4 separate regions of the Gossypium hirsutum genome follow, and regions 2, 3 and 4 are each linked to region 1. Evidence: chromatin contacts called from public Hi-C data. All regions are on one chromosome and are shown on one strand. The core of a region is the stretch at or near the end of the contact, and the rest is flanking DNA. Distances in the headings are between cores, read along the strand shown.

Region 1 (3,637 bases), core at 436-2,935:
AGAGTTGAGTAATTTTAAATTTTGTCCTTTAATCAAAACTTCATTTTCTTCTTATATATTTTTAATATATATTTATTACATTTTTTTTATCCAAGAGAATAAATTTTCTCTGCCCCTTTACTTGCCCCTCTAATGTTATTTTGACACTTAGAATAGTAGATTATTTGCAAAGTAATTGAGGTTGTGTGTTAACTCCATCTTGTTTACTAATCTACCAAAAATGGTAAAGAAATGATTTTTTTCCCTAATGTTGGTTCGTATGGAATCTCTTAAAACTTTTTTGTTCTTTAGTTTCTTTTTTTGCTATCTGAAATTTGAGTTTTCTGTTTGAGTTTGATTTGACTATTTGGTTCTTGGAATTTGGGTTTTGGCGCGAATATGAGTTCTGGGTATAAGTTGTTGGTGAATAGGAGGGAGGTGGTAGATGGTGGCTTAGGGTGGTAATTATGGTGAGTGTTGGTTTATGGTCATTGGTTTCAGTGAATGGAGGATGGTAGTGCTGAGGTAGGCGGAAGATGGATACTGTTGGGTGGTGTTAAGATCTGAGAAGGGCATGAGCAAAGGCCTTGGGTACTGAGGTTGAAGGGTGATGATGGATACTGTGAAGGGTGATGGTGGTTCGGGTATGGTGAGTTGGCAATGGTGGAACAAAAATCTATTCTATGGGTGTTTTTCAAGGGGAGTTCGCATGGGGGTTGCCCGGGTTCTCCCCTCTGTTGTGATCTCGTGCCTCTTTACATTTTTACCCTTTTTGCTTTCCATTATTTACTTCATATACGCTGCTACATGCTTGATGGATGCATGATCCCACATCATCATCACGAACTCGGGATTAGCCCTCCAAACAATTAATCTTTTAACCATTTGCAAATCTCAAAGCCAAGGATGCTCCTCCCACCTTTGACTTCTAGCAGGATAATGCATGTGTTTAGAGACGGGAATTGTTGTGCGGATGTGCTCGCTCGCTTGGGAAGAGATCACCTTAAGTGTTTCGCCATCTTTTGGTTTTTTTTGATGACGAGTTCTTTTGTATCTGCAATTCTCCTACAGATTTAGCTCTTCTTATTGCTAAGGATGCTAGGGGAATGTTTTTGCATGCACTGTTTGACTTCTCTGTTTAATGCATAAATGTTCCTTTCTCCAAGAAAAAAAAGAAACTCCAAAATTTACCGACCAACCCTAAGATCTCCTTTATTTATACGGAAAAAGATATATCTTTTATAAGATGGTGGATTCGGTTCAAATCGAATTAGTATTAATCAAATTACTTGAATTGTATAATTCTTTAATTGTTAATTTAATTAAATTTTTTAAAAAAAATAAATTGAATCGAAATATTTCGATTAATTTAGTTAGTTAATTAAAATTTATATGTTTTTTAGCTAAAACAAATATAAAATATATAAAAAATATATTGAAATCAACTTAAATATATTTTTATGTCTTGAAACTACATAAATCTTAAAATTAACACATAATATTAATTATTAAGTTCTGTTAATTTGATTAATTCAATTAATTACTTTATTTTAAACCAAATTAACTAATAACAGAAATTTCAAAAAATTATTAATCAACCTTTAATCGAATTAAGTTTGACCACCGACTAATTAATTAAATTAAATCGAACTGATCTATTAATTCGATTTTAAAGGAAGTTTTAATTCCTTGCCAAATACAAATAAATTTCGTCACCCATCCCGGTCGAGCTACTCACCTGATCACATAGGTTTTATCCGAATTTGGACCAGATGAATTTTAATTTGAATTGATTTTATTTAAGGTAAAATTGTTTTTATTTTAATTTCTTATTTTTAATATAGATATATTTAAAATATTTTTTAATTTTGAAAATGAAAAAAATTTGACTTATGAACACCCGTATCCCTCACCGAGAAAGCACCTTAAAAGGGTGAATCCCAAAAGCCTTATGATACATTTTTTCATCTATAGATTCAGAGAAGAGTCAAGTATCTGAAGAGGGAGCTTTGATCAACGAAATTCCATCGATGGCGGGGGTTTCTTTGAAGTGTGGGGACTGTGGGGCTCTGTTGAAATCGGTGGAGGAAGCCCAAGAACATGCGGAACTCACCTCCCATTCCAACTTCTCCGAGTCCACTGAAGCTGTTCTCAATCTTGTTTGCTCTTCTTGTGGCAAACCGTGCCGATCCAAAATCGTATGACATCCACTTTTACTTTAATTTCGTTAGGGTTTTATTTCAACGTCTTTTATTGTTCTAGTCTTTTCTTGATTTAATCGCGTTTTAAAACTTTGATCTTGTATTGGGCTTAATTTGCATTTTCTCATGAATTGAGTTGGAATTGAAAGTTTAGGGTTTAAATTGAATTGGATCTAACTTGAAAGTCGTGCTTTTGTTACTGTCTTAATTTAATTTAAGTGTTTGCTTAACCGGTACTTATACTCTTCGGTTAAGAATTATTTAGTTACCTTTTGAAGAATTTGTTACTTTTAGTATACTTCTCTTTCAATATATACTTTCGCCAATGCCATTAGGCACTGGTTAGCATTTAATTTGAATTTTGAAGTTTTTCTTTTGTGTTGAATTGGTTTTTGTTTGAGAACTTTTCTTTTGCATTGATTTGGGTCTTTTGAGGACTTGGTAAATTACCTAGGGGAAAGTTGGAAGGTTTGCTATTACAATATGGATGTTTAGATTAAAGGCTTTGGTACATTTTTGTGGCTATGGTTGTTGGTAAGTTTCCATCATTTTGTAGTATTTGTGCATACATTTGTTTCTAATCTCAAAAGGTTGCTTTTGCTTACATGAACTGGATTTTTGCGGGATTTGAAGTTAAAACTACATTTTGATTTTTAAGGAAAATTTTATGCTATTAAAACAAAATCTCAAATGGTTTACAACTCTGTGATACTTTTTTTTTTTTTTTGTAAAATATGTTTTCCATTTTGTGATTTGTGGGGCTTTACTCCTGTTTCATCTCGAAGGAAAGTGATTTGCATACAAAAAGAACGGGGCATACAGAGTTTATTGATAAGACTTTGGAGGCAGCAAAACTAATCAGTTTGGAGGTTCCAAAGGTAGCTAAGGAGTCAGAGGAGGCTATTGCTGCAGGTAGCACCAGTGAGCCTGAAGGTACATTTGCAATTTGTATTTATTTGAAATTTCAAGGTTAAATTGTTTTGTGTCAGTTTCTCATTATATGAAGGGTCATTTACTATTAAGTTTATTGTAGAGCGTAGCGATTGGCTGTTTTGAGTAGATACTCTTCTTGTACAAAATATTTTCTGGATTTAATTGTTTGACAGATTCTTCTCTTATTACATGGCTTTGCAGCTTCTGGCCTTTGGGATGAGAATTTGACGTTTCCATTTCATTGGTTCTGTTGATTTGTTATTACAATTTGATAGCTAGACCATTATTTGCGAAGCACTGTTTTAATGCCACAATTCCATTTACCTTTTCTTTTTGGTGGGGTGGGGACAGGAATAATTGATGAAGATGTTATTCTAAATTGTACTGTGGGGGAGTTTTACTCTTTCTGCCAAATGCTACTGAGTGATAGGAGCTGGAATAATTTCATAATTGTAGATGATTCTGTATTTTCCTTATGAAAATTTTACCTTCTAATAACGATGCAAATTTGAATGGACATAATT
Region 2 (3,637 bases), core at 557-3,056, 410 kb after region 1:
TCTCGAGACGGGGTGGGATTGATTGACCTCAAACCCAATCCCTACTCGACCTGACTATTTTTCTAATTTCAACCGACATGACTCGTGTTCAACCTGATTTTTTCAAAAAAAAAAAATTCTAACTCTAACGAATCAAAAACTCATCGAATTCAGTTTTTTTGTTTTTTGTTTTGCTATCCTATGGATGATAGTATGTAACTTTTAAAATATTAGAATTTAAATTCGGTCATTATATTGTAATTTTCATTATATGATTATTATTCTAATATCATTACTCCAATCTTCATATAATATTTAATAGATAGATGCAACCTATTAAATACTTCAAAGTATTTGATAATTTTCATTATACCATTTTTATAATTTTTATATGTTTTCTTATAATTTTTAATTACTTTTATTTTTAAGGGAATTTTTAATAATTTTGAAATTTTAAAATAATTTTTACTTTTTTCTAATAATTTCTATAAATTTTCTTAGGCTTATGGTAGAAAAGGGCTTTGAAGAATTAAAAAAAAATCAATTAACCCTTTTAAGTTTTTGCATTCAATTGAGTTCCTAAACTTACAAACTTGATTAAATTGACCTTTTGACTAACTTTGACTGTTAATTTCTAACGGAGTCTTTACGTGACCATTTATGGCTGCTAAGCTAGCCAACATGTACTAACGTGATGGTCCACTTTAGTATCAATGCCACATCAGTAAAAAAAATCAAAATTTTCAAAAAAAAATATTAAATTTCAAGTTCAGAAAGAATCTAGACAAATGATTGTCAGATAAATTTGGATACCCATTTATCCATATTCATTTTGAAATTATAAAAAATCATAAAAATTATAAAAATTCAATATTGATAATATTTATAAAAATAATTATAAAAATGATAAAAATATAAAATTTTATAAAAATCGTATAATGATTTTTTTTATAAATTTTAAAATTTTATAAACGTATATTTTTTTTCTATTTTTATAATTTTTAATTATTTTTATTTTAAGGAAATTTTTTTACAAAATTTGGATTTTTTTATAATTTACTAATTGATCAATATTTTTTAATAGTTTTTTAAAATTTTGGTTTTTGTAATTTTTATAACATCAATGAAAGAGCTGAATTTGTCAATTTTGTAAGTTTAGGGGTTCAATTGGATGTAAAAAGTTAGGAGGGACTTTTTTGATTTTTTGAAATTCTTCGAGTCCCTTTTATACCATTAAGCCATTCTTATGGGTTTTTTTTTTTTAATTTTAGAATGAACATGGACAACCATTTGTTTTTACTTGAATTTTCAAAATATTTTTTTTTTAAATTTTATTTTTTTTGTATTTTTTGTTGATGTGGTACTACCACATCATCAATGGTGTTAATGTGGATCAATTTTATAAGTTTAGGGTTCAATTGAGTGCATAAAATTGAAATGATTGGTTTTTAAATAGAATTTTTGGACTATTCCATATATTTTTATAGTTGAATAGTAAAAAAACAAAGTTACTTTTACCGAATGCTTTTTATCTTACTCGAGTTTGAATATAAAATGTCGATTCCAAATTATATTGTTTTTCATTTAGATATTTAAAGTTTTTTTATTCAAAAGTAGAATTTAAAATGTTAATTTTATCTCAAAAAGTGTATAATGTCTAAGAGCATGTTACCCTATCATGTTTTTATTGAATGATATCCTATTTTGATGAAATTAATAGCTTATGTATGACTTTTTTTTTTGTTTTTTTAAATAGTTTTAATTTAAGTGAATACGAAAATAAAAGAATTCTAAGATAAAAATCCAAATAAATCGTCACAGTATATAATACGCAAAGCTGACAATGCTAATCCCTCCCTAAACCTACATCCTTCTTTCCTTTCAAGATGCGCGGTCGCCATAACGGCCACCGTCCCTTCCGCCCCCCTGGCGGCCATCCTCCATCTCAACCACCATTCGAACCTTCAAATCCAAACTTCGCTCTCCAAGACCCCAACGTTCTCCAATTCCTCCAGGCCCTTATAACTCCAGTCCAACCAAACTTTGCTCTGCAACAAAGCCCTAACAATTTCTTCTTCCAAAACTCTAATGCTTATTCCCTTCCTCAAAACTCTATTATCCCCCAACCACAACCACAACAGGTCAATAACCCCAGCAGCAGCCAAAGTCAGCTCCACAACCATAGAGGCAGCGCCGCCTCTGGCCAAGTCCCGAAGGAAGTCCAGGAAAGAGCAAACCAGGCTGTGAACCAGGCGTGGCGTGAGCTTATTGCTACCGGAAATAGTGTTACGGCATGGAAAGTTTCGGAGGCAGCCTTGGTAGCCCTGCAGGCTGACTCATGGAGCTCGTTAGGATTGGACATGCAGGGGATTCCGTCTCTTCAAAGGCTTATGGCCATTGAAGGAAGGGTAATTACAATACACAGATGATATATCTTTTATATACATACATGCTTAATACATGTATTTTGCAATTTTAGTGGCTATAAGAATGTTGAAATCCTTTGATGGAATAGGGACATTTGGATGCTTTGCTTATTGTTGCTGGTAATGATTTTTATAAGATTAGGGTTCAAATCATACTTCTCAAAGAGATATAGAAAGCATGTTTGAACCAGAAAGCAAAGAATACTTCTGAAGAGTCAAAAGATATGATGCCAATAATCTTTGCAGAATGAAATGCATGTTTTTCTTTGGATTAGAATAGTTATGCCAGAAGGGGTATAGCATTTTAATATTTTGATCCTTTTTTTATTATTTTTAATCAGTTAAAATCTTGCATTTTTACAATTTTCTTTTGTTTAATTACAAGCAAGCAACTGTGGAAACGTAAGTAGCAGACACGCTAAACAAAGCCTTAAGGCTGGTTTTTTTTTTTTTGTATTCTGAGAGTTGAAGACATTCATTAGAAAGTTGGAATTACTGACTTAAATAACTGGTGTTTCTTAGTTTTTCCTTTCAAGGGGACAGGCAGGGCATATTTCGCTATCTACATGGAAAGGAGCTTTTCATGTGTAGTAGACAAATTGAAATTTTCTACTGCCCATTTTTTATCGGTGCAAGATGCCAAATGAAGGCTAAATTATATATTATTTGAAACATAATGGTTATTTTTCTTTCTTTTTTTATTCTTTTTCTAATTTCTTGCTTTCTTCATCTATTTTCTAGGTAAATGCATTTATCCAATGTTTTGCTGGAGTACGAAGAATTACTACATTGTATGAGTTGGAGCTGGCAATATGTGAGAATGAGGGTGTTAGGACATATGAGAAGCTGGAGCTTGGCCCTTTGCTTCGTCATCCACTTATCTTGCGTTATTTTTCAGTTAAAAATTGTACAGAAGTGTTTAAAATAACAAGTGAGGACATAATTGCTCACATCCATGAATTCATTGACGGCCACAAAAATCAAGAAATTCTTATTGATGAATTTCTGGAGTTTGTTGCTGATAAGCAAGCTGCCACAAGCAAGGAAAAGCTTGGTGTGCGTATTCGGAGCTTGGCGTATGTATTCCATATCTCTGTACTTCCTTTAACTAGAAAGAAAGAAGTAGGAAAAGTCTGATGCACTGATAGAAACCAGTGCCTTGAGAACTTCATAGAACAGTTTCGAACAAACATGGCTAATTTTGATTTTGGTATTTGCTTTTAGGGATGTGG
Region 3 (3,637 bases), core at 655-3,154, 370 kb before region 1:
TTTCCAAAAAAATCATAGATATATATACCTGCCTGAAACCACCTTTGCTATTTCTGTCCATCTATTGCCAAATATTTTTTGAGCCTGCAAATCACCTTATGTCATCAGCACATTCAGGATCTACAGAAACACTTATCCAAACTGAAACTAAGTGGCTGTTGTTTGCCCTACTTTTGAAAGACAAAAACTGTGTCAATTAGTTTAAGGTCTGGCCTACCTCTCTCTATATATTTGTTTTTCCTGTTTGGAAAACTCAAAACCTACTGTACCAGTAACATGCAATAGCCTGATACAACTGATCAATGAAAGTAACATTTCCTCCAAATACATCATAAGAAGATAAGTTCTTGAAAAATTCATTTCAAGTTTTATTAAAGTAACACTGACCCCATTTAACTTGAATGGAAATGGAGGTTTTAAACTTATTTAATTACCTCACATAAAAGCATATCTTCCTCTGGTGACCATCCTCCTTTCTTGAAATCAGAATTCAAGTATGTGTACCATCTGTGTTTTTGTTGTGACAAAAAAAGACATTAGATTAAAAAGTCAAACAAGACTAAAAATGATCAAACTTTTGGAATCATCATGGTTTCACCAACCTTCTTCTGCACTGCCTTGTGGTTTTATCCTTGAATTTAGAGGCAATGATCGCCCAGCTGCACTCAAACATTAAAACCAACACAAATCCATTCAATTTCATCCATCATTAAAAAAACAACAAACAAACCCTTCAAATGAACGAATGAATGAATAAAAGGCTCACTTTTGAGTCCCATGTAAACTGATTTGTTCTCGAAGTATATCATCTTCCTGCAAACACCCCCCCCCCCAATATCAAATTAATAAGAACCCCCCAAAACAAAGAATCAATCAATCAAATAATAAACAAAACAGAGGGAACCAAAGAAGAAAACTATTTTAAAAAAGAAAAGAAAACCTCTTGATTCCACGTCACTATATGACGCTCCTTCTTCTTGGAATCTTCATTGCCACCATTCTTCTTCTTTGTTTCCTGCATATTCTTTTTCTTCTTTACTCTAATCTCTGTCTCTCTTAGTTGCTGGCCTTCCTTGACGCTCCCTTCCCTTTTATTAAAACCCAAGTGGCATCCTCAAAAAGCCAACCCTTTATTATAAAAAAAAAAACCATGAAAAAGGGAACCAACGCTTCCACTTCCCTCTCTTTTATCTTTTTTACTACAAAACTCACTGTTGGGTTCAAACGGAATCCTTATTACTCTCAATAACTCTATGCTTTGTTTCCCCCTTCTACTCCGTTATTCCTCGGATGCTAACCCTTTCTTTTTCCTGTTTATACTTAGAAAATAGAATCACAACGTCTCCACCAGTTATATGGTCAATAAAAGCTTGAGCTTTGTGATTCAAATGTACATGTATATACGTAGAATCGAAAAGGGTAGATCTATAATGGATAAAAAGAATTAAAACTTTGAAGAGAAGGGAAATGGAAGAGTGATGGAATGATGAATCTGGAAGAAATATATATTTTGGGCTTTTTTCTTTCAAATAAAGAGAGAAACTTTTTGGAAAAATACTCTCTTTCTTGCAAGGGTTTTTTAGGATTTATTTTGTTGATTTCAAACAATGGAAGAAAAGAGCTAAAAAATATTAATTTAAATCAACGGATTCTTGCTTTAGTGCGCGGGTATGAAGAAGAGTTTGAAAATATTAAAAGAAAAAGAAAATTAAATAAATAAATAACGCCGAATTTCATGACGCTGTTATGAATGCCCTGGACACTTACCCCACTCTGCTCCTAAAGCAAACCCTATTTTTACTATTTTCTTATTTTTATAAATTTAATAATTTATCCATTTTCTTTTCTGTTTTTTTCCCTGAACTATGATGATTTTAGCGGACATAAAAACTGATGAACCTTCGTATTTCTTCACATCACAGCTCTTCTTCTTATATATATTCTTATTTTGGGGGGTGAATTTTAGTTTTCAAAATTCAAAACAATCCCCAGGCGCAACATATTCACGTGAAAGAAACGCGTGTGTTGATTGGATGTAATGCCTGTGCATCAGTCAACGTTGATGGTTTTCATTGGGCAGTGCAACGCACGTGAATAGTTTGCATCATTGGAATTGGGCTTTTTATTATTGTTTTTGGCTTAATTTTCTGACGCGACAAGTTCTTTTTAATGGCATTTTGTTTGTGTTATTTTATTTTCTTAAAAATGAGATGCTTTTGCTTTCATATTCATTCGATTTTCTCACCTTCCATTTGTTTGGTTGTTTGTTCATGTGAAGCTTATTAATTCCAGTTAGATTTTTGGAGGGAAAAATACCAAATCAAAAATAGGAAACTTCTCTTTTGGTTATTGGTTTGGATATTTAATGATCCAACACAAACATTGTTTGTCTTTTCTAAAGAAGAAAATGACAATATATATTCCAAATTCAACATTTTTACCTTGAATATTCTATTATTATTTTATTTGTTACAAATACCAACTTTAAATTGTTTAACTCATGATTTTGCATTTATATCACATTTTCTTTAAAATATTTCACTTACCCATATGGTTTTATATTCTGTCGTTATTTTTTTATATTTTAACAATTCAACCATCATATTTCATTAGAGCGGGCAAAACAGACCTGAGCCCAAAAGTTCGCCCATGCCAATCCAAGTTTATAATGATCAGAATTCGAGGAAATCCAAACCCGAGATAGATCCAATCTAAAACTCAAATTTATGATAATATGTATTTTAAATATTATATGATTATATTAAAATTTTATAAATAATAACACTAAATTATAAAATAAAATAAATTTTAAAAAAATTAATTATGGATATACAATAATTTTTAATGCAATTATTATATATGTATAATAAAAACTCAAAGTTAGTAATTATATAAAAATAAGATGATGTAATAGATTAATTTAATGTTATGAATTAAGCCTAAACAAACTCACCTACTGAATTACTTAAACTTTTAGTTAATGAAAAATCATATTATATGTACTTGTTGTACCCATAATCGTTTGAAAAATGAACCAAAAAAAAACCTCTTAATCACCTTTGGTTTCATTTTTGGTAGGTTCCAAAAATTGTATACTAAGGCAAAATGGGTATATAAGGGCACATGACATGTACAAAATTTAGATAAATTTTTATTATATTTTATTTATATTTTACAATTTTTATAGTTTGTTAGTATTTTTTACTAATTATCAATTATTATTATAATTATCATATTTTTATAATAATTTATAATTTTTTATAATATTTTGAATTACATCTAAAAAGAAGTAAACAAATAGGTGTCTAGATTCAAATAAACTTAAGTTCATTTGTCTAGGTTCTAACTAGATATACATTTTTAGTATATTTTTATAACTTTTAGGATTTTAGGTTTTTTTAACCGCGTAGTCAAATTGATCAATGACGATTTTTATTATCGAAAGGGTCTAGTTGAATTTCTTTTGTCATTGAGGACTCAATTGAGTGCATGTTAAGAGCTTAATTGATTTATTTTTATTTTTTACTAAGAATTTTTCTCACCCTTAAGCTTAAATATAATAAATATTTTTCAATATTCAAGATGTAATGATAAAAAAAATTATTCAAATATCAATCTAGTAATATAATAAATAATA
Region 4 (3,637 bases), core at 567-3,066, 330 kb before region 1:
TGTGTATGTTCCCATGCGTATATATCTTATTAGTAAAAGTACTATATTAGAAGTTAGATTATATTTTATCCTCTTTATTAAAAAGGAGTAAACTGAACCTTGTATGTTAGGTCAAATAGTAAATTAGTTCATTTGTTAAAAATTCCATTCATTTTTATAGTTAAAAGCTAGTCTTATATATTAGCATGACACGTGTCATTGTTTGATTATTTTGTTAGCTATGTCAGTTTTTAATAAATGAAAATTTTAACTAAAAAACTAATTTTCTGTTTTATTTAATGTATAAAAATTAATTTATTCATTTTTTAAGTAGAGAAAATAAAATACAATCTAATTTTTAACCTAGAAAAATACTTTTACCATATCCTAAGCCTTCCTTTACTTAATTCCCTTCTTATTGTTTTACTTTCACTTATTTTTCCTATCGTATGATTAGGTAGCTAGTTAGGATCGAGAAAAGCTTAATTGATTGGTTCAAAGTATGCTTATTTGAATGGCAAAGAAAAGATTTAATTTGAAATTTAAGTTTAAGTGGAAGTCGAATTCCTTATCTTGCTTTAATAAAACAAAAAAAGGGTGAGTAAACCTGAAATAAGGGTACATATGCGGTCAAAGTTAGCATTTAACTTATTTAATTATGCCTGAAATGTCGGTGTTTGGCAGAAAATAAAATGTTGTGCCAACTTTGATTGCTCTCTTCCCTTGGTGCATAATAAAAGGATGTCTAGCAAATATTATGAATTTAAAAAATAAAAACTACTAATGAATTGGGTTGTTAGAGTGATAAGATGATGAACTACTACCTACTTCCACGTCCATATGCTAAAACAAATCACAAGAATTATATGTAGTTAATGGTCCCATAATAGATGTTATCATTAATGCTAGAATTCTCATTTCATATTAAATCCAAATCATACCCCTAGTATGGGGCCTTGCTCCATTTGTTTCCATCTGGTATAATTATAATGTACACAGTTATACTCTAATTAATTTCAATTTGAAGGGACATGAATGCTAATCGTCTACTATCTTTAAAGAGCTAAGAGTCAATCTCCCAATCATATAAACATCTTTGCACTGTTACATTCATTAAATGGGAGCACTATTGAGAATACCCAAAAAGGGGAAATTTTTTATATTTTGTAACAGAAATCTGCAAAGTGGGATCTGGCAAAGGGAGAATTGAAGATGAATTTACATTCTGTCACTCTGAAATGGTGTCTCACTCTTTAGCTACTTTCAATAAAGATGTGTTCATAGAACAGCTCATCTAACACAAAAATATAGCAGGGATTTGCAAAGTTGCAAGCCCCCCCCCTACTCTACTCTATACCAAAACTGTGACTTGACACCTCTTTTAATTCCTCTTTCTGAATTCAGATCCCTCAATCTAATATTATTCTGCCTCCTGATTGTATAAACAAATGGAGTCACTGAAAAGAAGTGGTCAAAAGCACACCCCTCTCTCACCCCCCTAATGAATTGATAAGTACCCCAGCTTCACAGTCAAGGCTTGAGAGGTTGGGCCATTTTCTTCCTTTTCTTTAACTCTGCCCGAGTGAAGTAGGGAGCACTACAGCATGGGACTAGGCATGAACTTTGGAGCCTATTACCAAAATATGTCTACCCTTTGAAGCAGCCATCATAATCCTGTATATCCATACATACGCTAAAAAAATTTATTTTGTCATTATTACAATCTGTCACTATTACTCTTGTTTGTATATACTCATATACGATGTTGATGTTGTAGCTAACAGTAGTCTTATATATCAATCATTATAATCTCTGTCACTATTACAATTGTTTATGTACGTATGATGTTGATGTTGTAGCTAGCAGTAATGTGTCCCCCACATGCTTTACAATTATACCCTGTACACCTTTATGAATTTCTACACTTGGAATCATTACCACCCTAGTGAAATATTATAGCAGGATAGAAACTTGAGTAGGATTTTAGTATTATTTTAAGATGTTGGTAGAAGCATGCTCACTCTTTGAGTCTGGGGATGGTCTCAAGGATGAGGGAAAAATTAATTGTCTGTCTTACTCTTTAACATGATTGCTTACTTTTTCACAGTGAACCCTTTTTTCACATTATCTGTCAGATTCTAACGAGTAAATCTCATTAGTTCCATACCACATAAAAATATCATTGAAACAGCAAGGATGTTTTGATTGGTCTTTTCAAAGTTTTTAACTGAAGTTCATGTCTGTCAAATAAATGATTCACTTTGAAAGCCTTATGGGGACCCCATTCACCCACTCAGTAACATAAACAAGTAGGGGGAGCTTGGTTTGAAGGCCACCTTTTTCCTGCACTCCCCGCTTTAACATAATGAGATTACATTTTCATTCAGCGTTAGGCTCCGAAGCTTAACTGGAGTGGAGCCAGGCTCCAACCCCATGTGTCACACTTGTCATCATAACACTGTCCTTGGGCTCCTTTTTGTTCACTAGGATGCATATGGGCCAGCATTGGTCTAATCAAGTCTAATCCGTAAACAACTTTGCTGCCCTCTTTCGTTTCAAAACCGGTACAGCTCTGGGCCTATCTTCACTTTTCCCTTTGGGCTTCACACTTGTTCAGCCCAAGTCAAGTCAACAGTCTGACCTTCTTGATTTAGTAAGTCAATATGTGGTAAATTCAAGATTAAGAAGTTAATAATGATAAGTTAAAAAGGTAGATTACAAGCAAATCAAAAGTATAGTGAACTGAGTAGGGTCATTGCCACTCGCTAAAGTCCCAAATGTCATACGATAGGAAGGGTGTCTCTTCGTTAATGGCACGAAAATAACCCTTTATTTAAAAAATGTTTAATTACAAAATTGGCCCTTAAAGTATACCATTTTCCCTACTTAAGTACAAGTACTTTTTCCCAAAAGTAGTATCTAAACTTCCAATTTCGTCTCATTTTACCCCAAAAGTGTATGATATCAAATAAAAATGTGCCATGTGTCATGTTTTTATTGGTTGATATTGTGATTTGGGGTAAAATGGTAAAATTGATAGTTTAGGTACCACTTTTGACTAAAATAGACTTTAGGTGCCTAAGTGGGAAAAATGATATACTTTAAGGGCCAATTTTGCATTTAAACCTTTTAAAAAATAAATGGCTAATATTTGTTAAAAGAACCAAGCAAATCACTACATATTTCTTAAGCTTAAGGGCACTTTTGATTGCTCGAATCTTACATTACAACTCATAATGTTACATTTCGAGATGAGATTATGTTATTTGGATTCTCAACATTCTAGCCACCCCATAATCTCATGTTCCCAAATATTGTCAAGATGTTGTAATATTAGGACATAATCCCATTATGACCTATTAATTAGGTTATCTTAGATTACGAGCGTAATCATAAATTTTGAACCAATTGACCCTTTTTTCTTAATTATATTAATCAATTTAGCCCATTTTTCCCTAATAAAAATTCAATCTAATTAAAAACAAAAATCTATCCTTTTCTTAGCAGTGAAACAATAGATGTCATACTTTTGGGCACTATGTTTATCACTTTTAAAACAATGCTTTTTTCACCCTTGGATTTGTTCCTTCTGATTCTTCAAGATTGATTTAAAAAGTCTAAAAGGACTCAATCAACTCATTGATCCTCATGTTATTAA

The links. Hi-C and Micro-C count contacts between places; a contact is called where the count stands out from the background.
Region 2: a contact with region 1 is called in a Hi-C map of leaf, with 2.5 times the contacts expected there. The contact joins the promoter of LOC107910596 here to the promoter of LOC107910294 in region 1. A contact is called at or near these places in 5 of 34 Hi-C or Micro-C datasets (anther, callus, hypocotyl and 2 more).
Region 3: a contact with region 1 is called in a Hi-C map of leaf, with 2.2 times the contacts expected there. The contact joins the promoter of LOC107948812 here to the promoter of LOC107910294 in region 1. A contact is called at or near these places in 10 of 34 Hi-C or Micro-C datasets (callus, hypocotyl, leaf and 1 more).
Region 4: a contact with region 1 is called in a Hi-C map of leaf, with 1.8 times the contacts expected there. The contact joins the enhancer-like site here to the promoter of LOC107910294 in region 1. A contact is called at or near these places in 5 of 34 Hi-C or Micro-C datasets (callus, hypocotyl and leaf).

The regions. Positions count from the first base shown.
Region 1 is chrD02:37,746,266-37,749,902 of Gossypium_hirsutum_v2.1, reverse strand. It overlaps LOC107910294 (UBX domain-containing protein 4), which reads left to right and starts at 1,685. Exons shown (of 13, transcript XM_041088565.1): 1 at 1,685-1,783; 2 at 1,954-2,177; 3 at 2,966-3,113. The coding sequence starts at 2,010.
Region 2 is chrD02:37,339,557-37,343,193 of Gossypium_hirsutum_v2.1, reverse strand. It overlaps LOC107910596 (protein NO VEIN), which reads left to right and starts at 1,806. Exons shown (of 13, transcript XM_016838482.2): 1 at 1,806-2,387; 2 at 3,147-3,481. The coding sequence starts at 1,866.
Region 3 is chrD02:38,116,750-38,120,386 of Gossypium_hirsutum_v2.1, reverse strand. LOC107948812 (transcription factor MYB124) reads right to left here and starts at 1,904. Exons shown (of 12, transcript XM_016883467.2): 1 at 941-1,904; 2 at 767-813; 3 at 603-659; 4 at 435-507; 5 at 29-84. The coding sequence starts at 1,021.
Region 4 is chrD02:38,078,245-38,081,881 of Gossypium_hirsutum_v2.1, reverse strand. No RefSeq gene overlaps it. Among protein-coding and RNA genes, the nearest start is that of LOC107949360, 16 kb to the left of the region's middle. Within about 2 kb of position 1,816, at least 4 of the 9 cell types and tissues checked have an H3K27ac peak or open chromatin away from gene starts, as enhancers often do. A contact at or near this core is called in hypocotyl and leaf, where this site is marked.